Linked DNA regions of Sus scrofa: region 2 is linked to region 1. Evidence: chromatin contacts called from public HiChIP or PLAC-seq data. All regions are on one chromosome and are shown on one strand. The core of a region is the stretch at or near the end of the contact, and the rest is flanking DNA. Distances in the headings are between cores, read along the strand shown.

What was found. HiChIP or PLAC-seq counts read pairs in DNA pulled down with a chosen protein or histone mark.
Region 2: an H3K27ac HiChIP or PLAC-seq map of skeletal muscle shows a contact between it and region 1, with 13 times the contacts expected there. The contact joins two enhancer-like sites. A contact is called at or near these places in 1 of 47 Hi-C or Micro-C datasets (embryonic fibroblasts) and 1 of 2 datasets of contacts at active chromatin or transcription factors (skeletal muscle).

Annotation. Positions count from the first base shown.
Region 1 is chr10:8,320,799-8,328,328 of Sscrofa11.1, forward strand. All of the region lies in intron 1 of TGFB2 (transforming growth factor beta-2), which reads left to right. Among named protein-coding and RNA genes, the nearest start is that of TGFB2, 18 kb to the left of the region's middle. Within about 2 kb of position 4,138, at least 5 of the 83 cell types and tissues checked have an H3K27ac peak or open chromatin away from gene starts, as enhancers often do. A contact at or near this core is called in skeletal muscle, where this site is marked.
Region 2 is chr10:8,866,050-8,873,579 of Sscrofa11.1, forward strand. All of the region lies in intron 2 of LOC102164422, which reads right to left. Among named protein-coding and RNA genes, the nearest start is that of LYPLAL1, 77 kb to the right of the region's middle. Within about 2 kb of position 3,407, at least 15 of the 83 cell types and tissues checked have an H3K27ac peak or open chromatin away from gene starts, as enhancers often do. A contact at or near this core is called in skeletal muscle, where this site is marked.

The DNA of each region.
Region 1 (7,530 bases), core at 2,888-5,387:
TCTTTTAAATATCTTGTGTCACCCTTCCAAAAACCCCCAGGGAGCATGATGAGAGTTTCGTTTATAGAGACAGAGGCTTGGGTAAAAGCAAAACACTTGTCTCGGGATCCCGAGGGAACCAGCGACGGGGGTGGGGGGGTGGTGTCCAGTGTTTACGGACCCTACCGCAGAGAGGATAGCCTTGGAACACCCAGCAATGTTTTCTTTGCAACCGAAGGTCTTTTTTGGTGTAGCTTCTTTTATAAGAATATGATGGGCAACAGACAAGGTGCAGGGGCTGCTGTTACTTTTTTTATTTATTTGTTTTTCATTTTTTAAAGTGTGATGGAATTATCAGGTCTGCTGTGCAGCAAAGTGACCCAGTTCTGCATGGACACACATCCATTCTCTTTGAGATTCTTTTCCCACACAGATGATCCCAGAATATCGGGTAGCGTTCTCTGTGCCATTCCTTTAAAGGAAGCAAAGTTCAAAACTTCAGGATGCCGTAACTATCACGGAAGATAGGTTTAATCCATTCCAAGGAACCCTAGGTTTTTCACCCACCTCGAGCCCATATACACTGGGATTTTTGAGTTTTCATGGGTAGCTGAGAAATGATAACAGGTGATTTTAAGAAAACTAAACTTGAGGCGAACCAAACAAAAAACAGAGTTTTCTTCTTAATAGGGAGGCTCTCTTTTGTGAAAAAGGTTAAGGCCTTTCCTATTCACCTTTAATATAGGTCAAGTATTTATTTCACCATTTTGGTTTTTTTTTCTTTTCGTCGTTTTAGGGCTGCACCCATGGCATATGGATATTCCCAGGCTAGGGGTCGAATCGGAGCTGCACCTGCCAGCCTACACCACAGCCACAGCCACAGCAGGATCCGAGCCACGTCTGTGACCTCCACCACAGCTCATGGCAGCGCTGAATCCTTTACCCACTGAGTGAGGCCAGGGATCAAACCCGCAACCCCATGGCTCCTAGTCAGATTCATTACCTCTGAGCCCCCCTGGGAACTCCCCATTTTGGTATGTAAATTGTACATGGTTGTCTTCACCCTAGAACGTGTTCGAGGGAACACTGAATTCACAAGCCTGACTGCTGGTGAAGGGATAAGAAAAAAATCCGGGGCGAGAATCCACATCCCCCTAGACCCTGCCTGCCGGTCCCCTGGCCCTGAGTCGTGGGGACCTTCCGTTTCCGGGGAGCCATAAGTACATGTAGCGAGACCCTCTTCGACGTTGCATCTTTGTATAGCTCTGTACGAGGCCTCGCCTCGGTCAAATAGCTAATGACTGTGCTTTTTAAAACTCCTAGCTGTCTGCCCAGTTGTTACAACACCCTCTGGCTCAGTGGGCAGCTTGTGCTCCAGACAGTCCCAGGTGCTCTGTGGGTACCTTGGTGAGTACACTCGTCTGCTTTATACCTCATTTGACGTAGCCAGTCCATCGTGAGTGTTTGTCTGCTGGGGGGACCTTGGCAGAGGCTAGACAGACTCCCCGAGGGCAGCCTTGTCGCTGCGCCGTCCCACAGGGGCCCCCGGTTTTGTAGTCAGAGTTTAGATGAGAAACCCTCATGAAGGCCTGGGAGCCCAACGCTGACGTGACTGCGGTGTGGGGGAAGGAGGGGGTGTGGGCATTTGGGGGGTGCACCCCAGGGGTTCCAGGGTCATTTGACACGTGGACCTCTCGGCCCCGCGAGAGGGTGCTTTCTGGAGGGTGGAACAACCTAGTCAGAATGCCAAGGGTCCTTTTGGGGGGGTATCTTACTTGAATCTATGTTCCTGTTTCCGGCACAGAGCCATTGCTGGAACTGGATGTTCTCTCCTTTGAGGTTGTGGCGGGAGGCCTATGGGACACGTCTGCCGTTGCTGTGATCTGTGCCCTGCATCTTGCTGTTCGTGGGCTGCATGAGCGATGGGGGTGTCACGGTCAAGGCGCCCGGGGGCTTGGCCCTGGGAGCTTACCACGTGCTCATGCTGCTTCGCCCTGGCCCTCCGAACAGGTGCAGGCTCCTCAGAGCTACCCAAGCCGGAGGTCTCACCCTTCCTAATTTGGAACCTCACTCATTTCTGCCAACCTTTATGGAGGCCCATGTTTTATTGGATGCTGGGCAGTGAGACCGCAGCAGAGAACAGGTCTTGGGTGATCCTGACACGCGAGGCCTCTGGTGCAGCTTGTTCCCTGATCCTTGCAGAGGCCATGAGGCTGGGACTGTCACTGGTGGTGGTGGACGCTGCATTTTGGAGCCCCTGAGGAAGAGTGCGTGTTCCCGGTTCTCACGATCGGGGGAGGCCCGAATAAGGCCAATTAAGGACAAAAGACATGTGTTTATTCTGTCACCCAGTAGCTGTCTAATGTCCTGGGCTCTCCTCCCGTGCCTTTACCATGCCTCACCTTGCTTCTCAGGAATCAAGGAATCAGGAAATGAAATAGCTTATTGACGGTGTACAGTGGCCTAGACTGGGCTTCTCCCCACCCCCCAAAAAAGGAGTTGTGGTTGTGGCTCAGTGGTAGTGAACCCTACTTCGTATCCCTAAGGACTCGGGTTCCATCCCTGGCCTCTCATTCTCGTGAGCGGCGGTGTAGGCTGGCAGCTGCAGCTCCGATTGGAACCCTAGCTTGGGAACCTCCATACACCTTGGTGCAGCCCTAAAAAGACAAAAAAATAAAATAAATAAAATCAAGATATCAAAAAAAGAAAAGAAAACCTGATTCTATTGAGAATATACATTTACTATAGTACAGATAGTACAGAAAGCCTCGGAATGACTAGAAGCCACCAGGGGAATAAAAAGAGTGAAACGCTGGGCGTTCCCATCATAGCTCAGTGGTTAGTGAACCCAACTGGCATCCATAAGGATGTGGGTTCAATCCCTGGCCTCGCTCAGTGGGTTAAGGATCCGGCATTGCCGTGAGCTGTGGTGTAGGTCGCAGACACGGCTCGGATCTGGTGTGGCTGTGGCTGTGGCGTAGGCCAGTAGCTACAGCTCTGATTCTACCCCTGGCCTGGGAACCTCCATGTGCTGTGGGTGTGGCCCTAAAAAAGACAAACAGACCAAAAAAAAGAAAAAAAAAAAAAACCCAACAACAAAGAGTGGAGCATCTAATCTGTGCTTTTAAAGCTCCCTTTTGTGAGAGGGATTATAGTTAGGTTTCCAGCTCTACATTTCTGTTGTATTTCACTGTCTAAAGCAAGGAGTTAATTGTGTGATTTGTTTTTTGTTTTTTTTCCTCACCAGCCTTTTGGAAAAGACGAGGGCAGGGGATGAGAGAAGGAGAGCCCTTGTTGACTAGCCCCCACGGCCCTGGTGCTTAAGCCTCGTCATCCTAAACTTCCCCCCTGGGCGCCGGGGCAGGGCCAGGAGCAGCACCCCGCTTCTCAGGAGACGGTGGGCTGGGAGCGCTAACGGCCTTGGCCTTGGCCTTGGCCCTCGAGCCCTGAGAGGGGCCAGTGCCCAAGTCTGACTTCAGGCCTGGTCCCCACACCCTCCACCATGGGGACCCCAACCTTTTTTCTTTTTTCTTTTGGTTGGTCTTCTTTTTGCTTTCCCTTCGGATTCCCGCCCCACGCATTTTCGCATCCTCTTGGATAATCTTCCTACACGGCGGATCAATTTCCCTTTCCTCTTTCATCCTCGCAAGCCGGTGGGCGGGGAGGGCGGCCTCCCCCAGCTCTGGGCCCCCCGACACGCCTTCCCACTTGGGGTTACTGCCGGTCGTTGAATGGCTGTGCGTTTCCCTCTTTCTTTGGTGAGAAAACACTGGGAACCCACCCTGCTCCTCCCGAGCCTGGGAAAACCAGGAGGGCCCGGGAGGGTGAGGAAGAGGAGCCAGTGCACGGCTTCCCGGACGGTGGGAGGCTCTCGCGCCCCACCCAGCTTCCCGCCTGGGAGAAAACCCCGCCGACCCTTCCAGACCTTCCAGGCAAGACTGCTGAGCAGTGGGGCTCTGCAATTTTTTTCTTTTCTTTCTTTCTTTTTTTTTTTTTTTTTGGTCTCTGTTCTTAGAAATAGTAATTGAGTAAAAATGTAAGTGAGCGGGTGCCAGGGGCAGACATCCAGGGTCAGGGTGAAATTTCTCCATGCTGAGTGTGATTCTGAACACTCGTTAAGTGGAGGCCGGCCTGTGCCAAGCAGCTCCAGGGCCGTCCCTGTCACCTTGCGTGAACCGCCTCTCCACTCCAGGGAGATGTCAGGAGCGGCCGCAGCGAGTGCGCGGGGCCCGTGGCGCCTCTGGCTTTCCTCGCTCCGTCTCCACCCTGGCTGGAGTGATCACGGCGTGTCCTGACACTGATGCTGGGACTGGCAGCGCCAACGCTAGATGTAAAGTCCCCGGAGGAAGAAAGGGTCCCTGCTCCTCGCAGCCCACGTGGCTGCAGCGTCATTTCTCTTCCTTTCCGTTCGCTGTCCCCCCAGATGGAGGTTAGGGGCAGGTTGGGTGTGAGAGTCCAGATGTCATCTAAGCTGTAAGAATCCAGAAGGGCAGCGGGAAAGAAGTCTCTGAAGGAAATGGGTTGAAAGTCACGAAGGTGACCTCAGCTTCGTTTGTTTGTTTTGTGAGTATTTACTGAGTGTGATGCTTTCAATGAGCTTGATTAAAATGTAAAGATTGGGAGTTCCCGTTCTGGCTCAGAGGGTTAAGAACACAACTAGTGTCCGGGAGGATACAGGTTCCATCTCTGGCCTCCATCTGTGGGTTAAGGATCCAGTGTTACTGGAAGCTGCAGCGTAGATTGCTGATGTGGCTCAGATCAGGTGTTGCCATGGCTGTGGTGTAGGCTGCAGCTGCAGCTCCAATTTGACCCCAGCCCAGAAACCTCCATATGCCACAGGTGCGGCCCTAAAAACAAAACAGATTTAACCATGGGCTTCTCAAAGGATGGCCTGCATGTGTATGTCCCAAAGGGTCACAGAAAGCAGATTTCCAGCCTTTCTCACACCTGCAGAGGCAGAATCACTGGGGTGGGGGTGGGTGAGGGGCACCAAAGAGTCTGAGCCTTTAAGAGGCAGCGCAGGTGAGTCTGACCTCACTAGGCTGAGGCTCGGATGTCCCCTTCTGCCCATCTGTTTACTCAAAGTCCTTCAGCAGGAAGGATTTGGATCCAGCAGGGCCATCGTCTGATCCCGTGGTCCCTCCAGGGTGAGACCCTGAATCCACAGCATGGCTGAGTTCTCACCCTGCGTTTGCTGTGTCCCCAGATGCTTACACATCTTCCGGTAGATCAGATGTCTGCCCTGCATATGCCCTGCTCACCATCCGCCACGTGAGCGTGCGAGCAGGTGAATGCTCCCACGGGGGCGGGGTGTGGCTGCTGGTCTGCAGGTTGCACGTGGGGGTGAGAACACGCAGCTGTGGCTCCGAAGGGGTGTTTCAAAATGAATGTATGATGTGTGAGCGCCATGTAACTGACCATGTCTGTGTCGGTGTATAACACGGAATTCACCGAGGTGGTGATTGGTCGAAGCACTGCTGACCTCTTCATGGCCTGAACCCTGTTCTGAGACATTCCATGGGGTTAGGGTCTGGCCAACAGGGGGATGTAAATGCTACAGTCTCAGCCAGACGCAGCTCCAAGGCACTGCAGCGTGCTCTTTCCAGATAGTGTTTTTCTCCAGCGAAGGTACGAGAGAGCAGGTGAAAATCTGACCCAGATATTAGAAAGAAAACTTAATAATTAATCACTTGGTATTTTCTCTGTGCCACGCTGGACTTCCTGATATGTGGAGGTTTTTTGGAACCATCGGTGTTTTGAGTCCAACCTCTGGAGGGGTTTTGACCATCGAACTGCAGAAACAACCTGTTCTCCTACATGGTCTGTATCACTAAATACAACAAAACAAAACAACCCAATTTTTTAGAATAAACTTGCCCGGAGATTGCCCTGTGCCCAAAGTGGTTCCCAGTTATTTCTGCCAGTTTGAGAACCAGCTTGTTGGCAGGGTGGCGAAGGGCAAATGTAACAGTCAACTAACACCAGAGAAAGAGGGGAACCACCTCCAGTGGTTGCTCTGTAACCACCCTAGGATCGTACTCCTCAGGCTTAGTAGCCACTAGAAAACACCGAGTTTAAAAGACTGATGTGACGAGACCTCTTCTCACTTGGCAGATTTAATCGATGGGGGGACGAAAGCATTTACTATTGAAAATGCGGAAAGAATGACTGGTGGTATTCATTCTACCTCCCACCCGCCTCCCACTGAAAGGGCTCTACATTCACCGCAAATGTAGATCCGGCTTTAAGGGAAATGCCAAAAGCACACGGGGATCATGGGAGGACGGCAAAGTGAGGACGAGCCCTGCTGATGATACACTCGCCGACTCCACGGTGCTCGGTGCTCGGGGGCTGCTCTGGAGCAGGCGTCCGTCTAGACCACTCGTGGTGCCATCAGTGAATCAAACAGCAGGAAACTTTGCCCCTAGGGAGCTCCACCTTTTGGAGAAAAAAGCTACACACTGGATGTAAAAAATGCTCACATTTGATCAGTGTTGTAGGGGAGAAAAGAAGGGCGGCATTGGGGGATGGAAACGTGAGTAGCATGTTTTTTTATTCGTGTAGAGCCGATTTACAGTATTGTGCCAATTTCTGCTGGACAGCAAAGCGCCCCAGTCACACACACACACACACACACACACACACACACACACACTCCCCTTCTTGTATCATCTTCCATCGTGGTCTATCCTGAGAGACTGGATCGAGTTCCCAGTGCTGTACAGCAGGACCTCATTGCTTATCCATGACCATGAGTTGCCATTTTAAGTGGGCTGGGTGTGGAAGGGCTGGTTAAGAGGGTGACATTTAAGCAGAGAGTTGAAGGAGGTCAGAGGACAGCCTGGGACCACGTGACGAAGAGCATTTCTGGCAGAGGGAGCATTTCTGGCCCGCGCTGCTCAAGGATTCACAAAAGCATCCTAGGAGCTGAGCTCAGAGGGAGAACGACAGTCAGGTAGCGCCTGGGAGGCCCTCGGAAAGCCTGTGGCTTTTCCTTGAATAAAATGAGGAGATGGGTGGTTTTAACCAGGCCGTGGCATTGAGAATGGAGCACAGGGGACCGAGGCGGGAACAGGAAGTCCCAGGAGTCTGTCTTTGTCATGCGTTGGAAAGGCTCCTGGCGGCTGCATTCCCAGCTGAAACTGCACCAAGAATTTCCAGCAGCCCTGTGCCCTGTACGGGCTCTTTCGCTGGCAGATGGGTTTGCGGGGAGGCTGCAGGTGGGTTCTGCGTGTAGAAGATGTTTGGGCTTTTTCTCGATCGTTTTCAGTGAATTCTTTGGAGCTATTGGCATCCACCCCTTCCTTTCTGGGAAGAAGCTCTCTGTGCACCGTTGCGTGGAGGAGCATAACCTCTTGGCTCTCCCGTCTTGTGCTGACAAGGGTGGAACGGCAGCTGTTGGGGTCGTGCTTGCTGTGGCTCCTCGTCATGGCTACCCTCCATTCAGTGGCCAGGGACCCTAGGCATTAAACTCAGGGCACCGCGGCTGGCCTGGGAGAAGGACAGTCTGCCTCTCCCTGTGTGATGTGGAGCCTGGGGCTCGGAAGAATC
Region 2 (7,530 bases), core at 2,157-4,656, 540 kb after region 1:
TCTATATTCATCAGTGATACTGGACTGTAATTTTTTTATTTTGTGGCATCTTTGTCTGGTTTTGGTAACAGGGTGATGGTGGCCTCACAGAATGACTTTGGAAGTGCACCTTCCTCTGAACTTTTTTGGAATAGTTTCATAAGGATAGGTGTTAGCTCCTCTCTAAACGTTTCATAAAATTTGCCTACAAGGCCATCTAGCCCTGGACTTTTGTTTGTTAGATTTTTTTTTTTTAATCACAGACTCATTTTCAGTATTTGTAACTGGCCTATTCATATTTTCTATTTTTTCTGGTTCAGTCTGGGGGGATTGTACCTAAGAATTTTTCTATTTCTTCCATGTTGTCCATTTTATTGGCATATAGTTGATTGTAGTAATCTCTTAGTGGTCTTTTTTATTTCTGTGCTGTTGGCTGTAATTTCTCCTTTTCCATTTCTAGTTTTATTGATTTGGGCTTTCTCCATAGAGTCTGACTAACAGTTTATCAGGTTTATTGATCTTTTCAAAGAACCAGCTTTTAGTGTCATTGATCTTTTCTACAGTTTTATTTGTCTCTATTTCATTTACTTCTGCTTTGATCTTTATGATTTCTTTCCTTCTACTAACTCTGGGTTTTGTCCTTCTTTCTCTAGTCCCTTTAGGTAGAAAGCTAGGTTGTTTATTTAAGATATTTCTTGTTTCCTGAGATAAGCTGTACTGCTATAAACTTCTCTCTGACATCTTTACATTGCACATTCTACCTTCAAACTAAAGGGGCCGTAGAGAAACAGGAGAAGCTGTTAGGGTACAAAGAAATTCAAAAGATAATATGACTATTATGTTTCCAGTAATTTTACAAATGAATGCTCTTAGAAAATGTTACAATTCTGTAGACTGAAAACATATTATCATAAATAATGTTAAAAAATAATAACAATTTTTTTGTTGTTAACATACTTGTTGGTCACTGATTTCTCTGTAAAAAAGCATTTGATTTTCAAGTTATTTTCACTCTTTTTCACTAGGGATACTTCAAAATGTATTCTGTTGATTCACTCTGAGAAATCTAATCTTCACATCTGCTGAAGCCTGGAATTTTTCATGCTAGAAATCCTACACATTACAGATTTTTTTTTTTTTTTGCCTGTTATGCTTATTAAGCTTTATATTTAATCTGTTTTGTGCTTGTTTAAAATTTCAGATCACATACCACACTGGTACTCAGGTTTTCTGTGACTTAAAAATAATTTGTAATTAAATCACATTTTGAAGTTTAAAAAAAAAATGATCAGCAAAACACTGACGATAAGCTATATAGGATTTAGTTTCCTAAATGTGGTGTTAAAATAAAAATCAAACATGAAATTTATAAAAATTCTTTGGAGTATACTGCATCAGAATTCCTATTTCTTTCATTTTATTTTTCTAATTCAAGAAGGAGAGTAATTCTAAGAGCAACTGAAAATACATCCTGAATGAAGACATTTACGTATGAGATTAGGTAACTATTTCCAATTAAAATTGCCACTTGGATAATATGTTTTCCATATTCACATGGGTTATAATATTGTGACTATTTTTATGGCTAAAATTTGCATCTTCATGAAGGAAAAGAGTGCATTATGAGGAAGAATGAAAGAGTTCTTATTACTCCCTGGTGTGGTGTTTCAATGACCAACTTATCTTTCTCTTAAACGTCTGACTGCATTTTGGTATGGAAAGTTCTGTGCCCAGGGAATATCCGAGGATAAAGCTGTACACAGATGTTCACATTATGACTGCTGCTTTGTTCCCATACTCAGGGCCTTGTTCTCTTTCTTGCTTACAAATTAATTTGCTCAAGTCAGGATGGTCCACGTTCGTCGTATTTACAGACACCACCGCCCGACTGAAAAACGTTTTGTCCCTGTACCCAGCCCCAGTACCATGGCCTGGCTTGGTGTGTGGGGCGCCTCAGGGAAGAGCACGCCATGGTTCGAAGGGACCACATCAGACCACAGAATAAAGGTGCTGGGTGAACATCAGAGCTGGCCCATGACTGAAGGACTGGGGACACGGAGCAGACGGCAGGGGTGGGGTAGGGGAGATGGACAGGCTATCCTGCAGCAGAAACAAAGCCAGATGGACTGATGGAGCTCATTCAGGAGCCCGCAGACAGGTGCAATGGAAGTACCCGCAAGTGATGCCTAAGACTGAAGGTGGAGGATTGGGCTGAAACTGCCCAAACCGACAGCGATGTTTTCTCTCTTTCTCTTGGACAGGCAACAGGGTCAAGACTTACACATTTGTGTAAGAACCGTTTTGCCATTTTAAACAAATCAACACTCACAAATCACAGCCCTCCCTGCCCCAAGGTTCATCTGCCTTGTGTCATCCTTTGGTGACAAAAAGCAAACTTCAAAACAAAACAAAACAAAAATGCAGGCTGGTAGTAAAGCCTTCTTTCACCAAGGTCCGGCCTTGGGGCTAAATGGGAGCGTTCTGCCAGCCATCAAACTTAACGGCCTTTAAACATGTGCAACATTTCTCTCAGCAAATTGGTTCCTTAATATGGTAAAATGTGCGGCACCCAAGGGGAAATGCTGGTGATCTCAGAGGCCAAAGCTGATGGAGTCACAGTACGGTATTCCTGAAAAGCACTCCTACTTTCCACTTTGATACAACCAGAAGCAAATACGAGAGGCAGGAGGTTTTGACATCCATTGTTTATTCTCACTGAAATTTTCCTCCTATAGAGCACAGCACAGTGGTTTAATTCATAGCTTATGGGATTTTTAAAAATATAAACCATTCAAATTTTTTCTATATTAATCAGTGGTTTCTAAAGATCCACAGGGATAAATAAACCCTGCAAGCTGGCAGGGGCTTTTCGTGGCATAACCACTGGTAGTTATAAACAGTAAACAAAACATAGTAACCATTTTAAGCACAAGAGATTGCTGTATCACTGGGGGCATAAATCATTAGTTTAATAATTTCAGCAGCAGTGTCTCTAAAGCAAAATTAAGCCAACAGTTCCCCCTGTGGCAATAATGAAGTACTGTAATGTGAAAAGAAAAAAACAACCAAGAGAAGGCATTATTGTGCCTTGGAACCGACTGCAAATTCAAGTTCAACACAGAACTGTAGCACTCTTGTCTCTGAGCTGCTCTTGTGAGAGGTGGAGAGGGGGTTGCCTCCAAACCCCACGTCTCTTTTTGGGGACATTTTGACAAGCACAAGTGCACTTTCATTTAAGCCCCCCATGGCCGGCATGCACCGTACGGAGGGCACGGAAGCGATGACATGTCCCAATTGAGAAGATGACGCATTTCTCTCAGCTGTGTAGGCAGACATTATTCACAGATTTCGAGAGCGCCAAAGGGGTGCCAGGCCCGGGACAGGACACGGAGATGACACAGGTTCCCTTCCAGGGGCTCTCGAGCTAGATGGCCAACAATCTGAACAGAAACGCTTGGCAGCTGTGAGCTGGGCCAGTCCACCCAGCCACATGAGTAAAGCTGGCCTGTCTTTCCCATGAATTTCACCCAGTGCCAAAGTTCATTTTAAAAAAAACAAAACTGGCTAATAATCTGTGCACTTTGGCTAAGTGTACTTGCCAGTGGGGCGTTATCCAACAAGAGGAGTCCAGGGAGACCTTCGTGATTCCCCCTGCTGTACGGGGTCAGTTCTATAGAACCTTCCCTTTCCGCCCGGATTTCTCCATCTCTTTCATGAAACCAGTATAGTCCTGCCATTTTCCTTACCAAAAAAAAAAAAAAAAGTTCTGGAGTTCCCATCGTGGCTCAGTGGTGGTTAACGAATCCAACTAGGAACCGTGAGGTTGCGGGTTCGATCCCTGGCCTTGCTCAGTGGGTTAAGGATCCAGCATTGCTGTGAGCTGTGGTGTAGGTTGCAGACGTGGCTCGGATCCCATGTTGCTGTGGCTCTGGCATATGCCGGTGGCTACAGCTCCGATTAGATCCCTTGCCTGGGAACCTCCATATGCTGCGGGAGTGGCCCAAGAAATGGCAAAAAGACAAAAAAAAAAGTTCTGATTGGAGACAGGGGTTTTTCCCCCTCAATAATACCATTTATTTAAGGCAGGATTTTACTTACTAACACCATTCCCTATGTTTTTTAGAGTACTTATTACAGACACAATTATCTCTTTGGAATGTATTTGGTTTTAAAAGTATGATTTTTAAAATAATACAGAAGCTGTATTATTTTCACGAAACTGACTCCCAGCTTGACTCTCTTATGCACTGGATTGAAGTGGTGATTTTAACAACACAGGGATACAGATTAATCTAGCAAGTACAGGGTCAGAAGCACTCTTATGGAACAGACACAACCTAATGATTTAGAAATCGTTAATCAACAGATGGTTTTTTTTCCCCTGGGGGGGAGGTGGCTTTGTTTTCAACTGTGATACTTTAGATACAGTTGTCTTAAAGAACCCAGTGACTTTCCTTAGTAGGTCAGATTACAGATGCAATCGCTTGCTGTACACATGCTCCTTTATTAATCTGAAACGAGACAATGAGATGGAGAAGATGGCTCTCTCTGCACCTTTAAGAAAAAGTTTTTCTCCACAAGCTAAATATATTATTACATCTTTTAACTCTCTCTCGCCAAATAAATTTTGAAAGGTACCAAGCGAGCATCATCACCCTCCTCTACCCTGTACTGTAAGTGTGGCAGGGAAGCATCGTGTATACACAGCGTCGACTAGCACATCTCATTTATGGTCAAAGAAAAGTTAGAGCCGGATCCTCAGCAAAATTGTAAGGAAATGTGTTCGTCCTTATTTCTGCTCCCTTCTCTCTTCTCCAGGCCCTTCCCCTGTCTTTAGCTCCTGCATGTCTTATGTCTTCAGGGACGCTATTGACTAATGTCACCATTCTTATTTACATGGGATGGCTCTTAAGGAACCTCCTTAAAAAACTAAACATAGAACTACCATACAATCCAGCAATTTCACTCCTGGGCATATATCCAGAGAAAACCATAATTCAAAAAGATACATGCACCCTGAGGTTCACTGCAGCACTATTGACAATAGCCAAGACATGGAAGCAACCTAAATGTCCACTGACAAAGGAATGGATAAAGAAGATGTGGTACATATATATAATGGAATATTACTCAGCCTTAAAAAGAACAAAATAATGCCATTTGCAGCAACATGGATGAATCTAGACCAACATATTGAGTGAAGTAAGTCAGAGATAGACAAATATCATATGATATAACTTACATGTGGAATCTAATAAACAATGATACAAAGGGACTTATTAAAACAGAAAAAAAAAAAAACCTCACAGATTTCAAAACCAATCTTATGGTTACCACAGGCGAAATCCTTGTGAGGGAAGGAAGAATTGGGAGGGTGGGAATAGAATATACACACTGTTATACAAAATAAATGATTAATGAGAACCTACTGGTTAGCACAGGAAAATCTACTCAATAGTTTATAATAAACTATATGGGAAAAAAGAATGGACATATTTATATGTGTGACTGATTGCTTTGCTGAAACCTGAAACTAATACAACATTGTAAATCAACCATACTCCAATAAAATTAAATTTAATAAATAAATAAACTTGGTGACCCCTAAAGGTTTCCCATACTCATGACCAGGACACAGGCCATAACAGGATATATACCTAAATAGGATTTCACAAATCTCAACTGCAGTAGCCAGAGCAACAAACACATAGAAGATACACTCATCTGATATAAAGTGGAAGAACAGGCTAAGAATGTACATACCCAAAGCCAACTAGTCAGAGAGGATTGCTAATCTTCTACTTTAAGAGGCCACAAATATCTCCCAACTGGTATATCCATCAGAATTGACTAGCTGCACCCACAGAATGGGAGAACATATTTCAAGTCATCTATCTGATAAGAATGTATGATTTCTACAGAGTGTATGAAACATATAAAGAAATCTTATATCTCAACAATTAAAGACCATCTAATTCAAAAATGGGCAAATGATTTGAACAGACTTCTCTCCAAAGAAGAAATATAAATGACAAATAAGCACTTGAAAAGATGACCAATATCATTTAACATTCAGAAAGAAAATGCAAATCAAAACCACAATGAGGGAGTTCCTGTCATGTCTCAGTGGTAACAATCCCCACTAGAACTCATGAGGACGTGGGTTCGACCCCTGGCCTCACTCAGTGGGTTAAGGATCTGGCGTCACAGTGAGCTGCGGTGTAGGTCGCAGACACAGCTTGGTTTCCATGTTGCTGTGGCTGTGGTATAGACTGGCAGCTACAGCTTTGATTCAACCCCTAGCCTGGGAACTTCCATATACCACGGGCGTGTCCCTAAAAAGACAAAAACAAAACAAAACCACACACACAATGAGATGCCACTTCACACCTACTAGAAAGGCTGTAATCAACAGACATATAATAGCAAATGTTGAGGAAGATACAGAGAAATCTCAAAGTTTTATATTTGCTGCTGGGAATGTAAACGCTGCAACTGCTCTGGAAACCATCTGGCAGTTCCTCAAAAAGTTACACAGAGTTCCCATATGTCTGCAATTCCACTCCTAGGTAGGTGCCCAAGAGAACTAAAAGCATGTGGCCAAAAAGAACTTGAACACAAATTTTTAATATCAGCATTACGCATAATAGTAAAAAAGTGGGAACAACCCAAATGTCCAACGGATGAATGGATAAACTAAATATGGTATTTCCATACAATGGAATAAAATTCATAAAATGAAATGAAGCACTGATATATGCACAACATGGATGGACTTCACACCAACTGAAAGAAATCATTTATAAGAAATCCATTTATAAGAGATCTCCAGAACAGGTAAATCCATAGAGACAGAAAACTGATGAATAGTTTTCAGGGACTTTGGGGAGGAGAGGTGTGCTAATGGACACAGTTTCTTTTGAGGGGAATGAAAATTTGGGGAATTAGTGATGATGGTTGTACCATCTTGTAAATATGCTAAAAAAAACATGGAAATGTATATACTTTGAAAGGATGAATGTTATGGTGTGTAAATTACACCTCAATTTTTTCTTTCTTTCTTTCTTTCTTTCTTTCTTTCTTTCTTTCTTTCTCTCTCTCTCTCTCTCTCTCTCTCTCTCTCTCTCTCTCTCTCTCTCTCTCTCTTTCTTTTTCTTTTTTTTTAATGGCTGCATCCATGGCATATGGAAGTTCTTGGGCCAGGGACTGAATCCAAGCTGCAGCTGTGATCTCCACCACAGGTGCATTGACACTGGATTCTTTAACCCTCTGTGCCAGGCAGGGGACAGAACTACGCTTTTGCCGCAGCCCAAGCCACTGCAGCTGGATTCTTAATCCACTGAGCCACAGAGGGGAACTCCCTGTATTTCAATTTTTTAATATTAAGAAAAAGTACTGGTTGTCTTTCCTATGTTTCAAATCACCTAGACCAAAGCTAGTAATTCCTCTTTTATCCAGCTCTGATTTCAATGCAAAACAGGGTTTTAATTAAGCAGTATCTTTCTCTCCCGCTGTGTCTAGAAAGGCCTCAGAAAGCTAAAAAGTTGAATG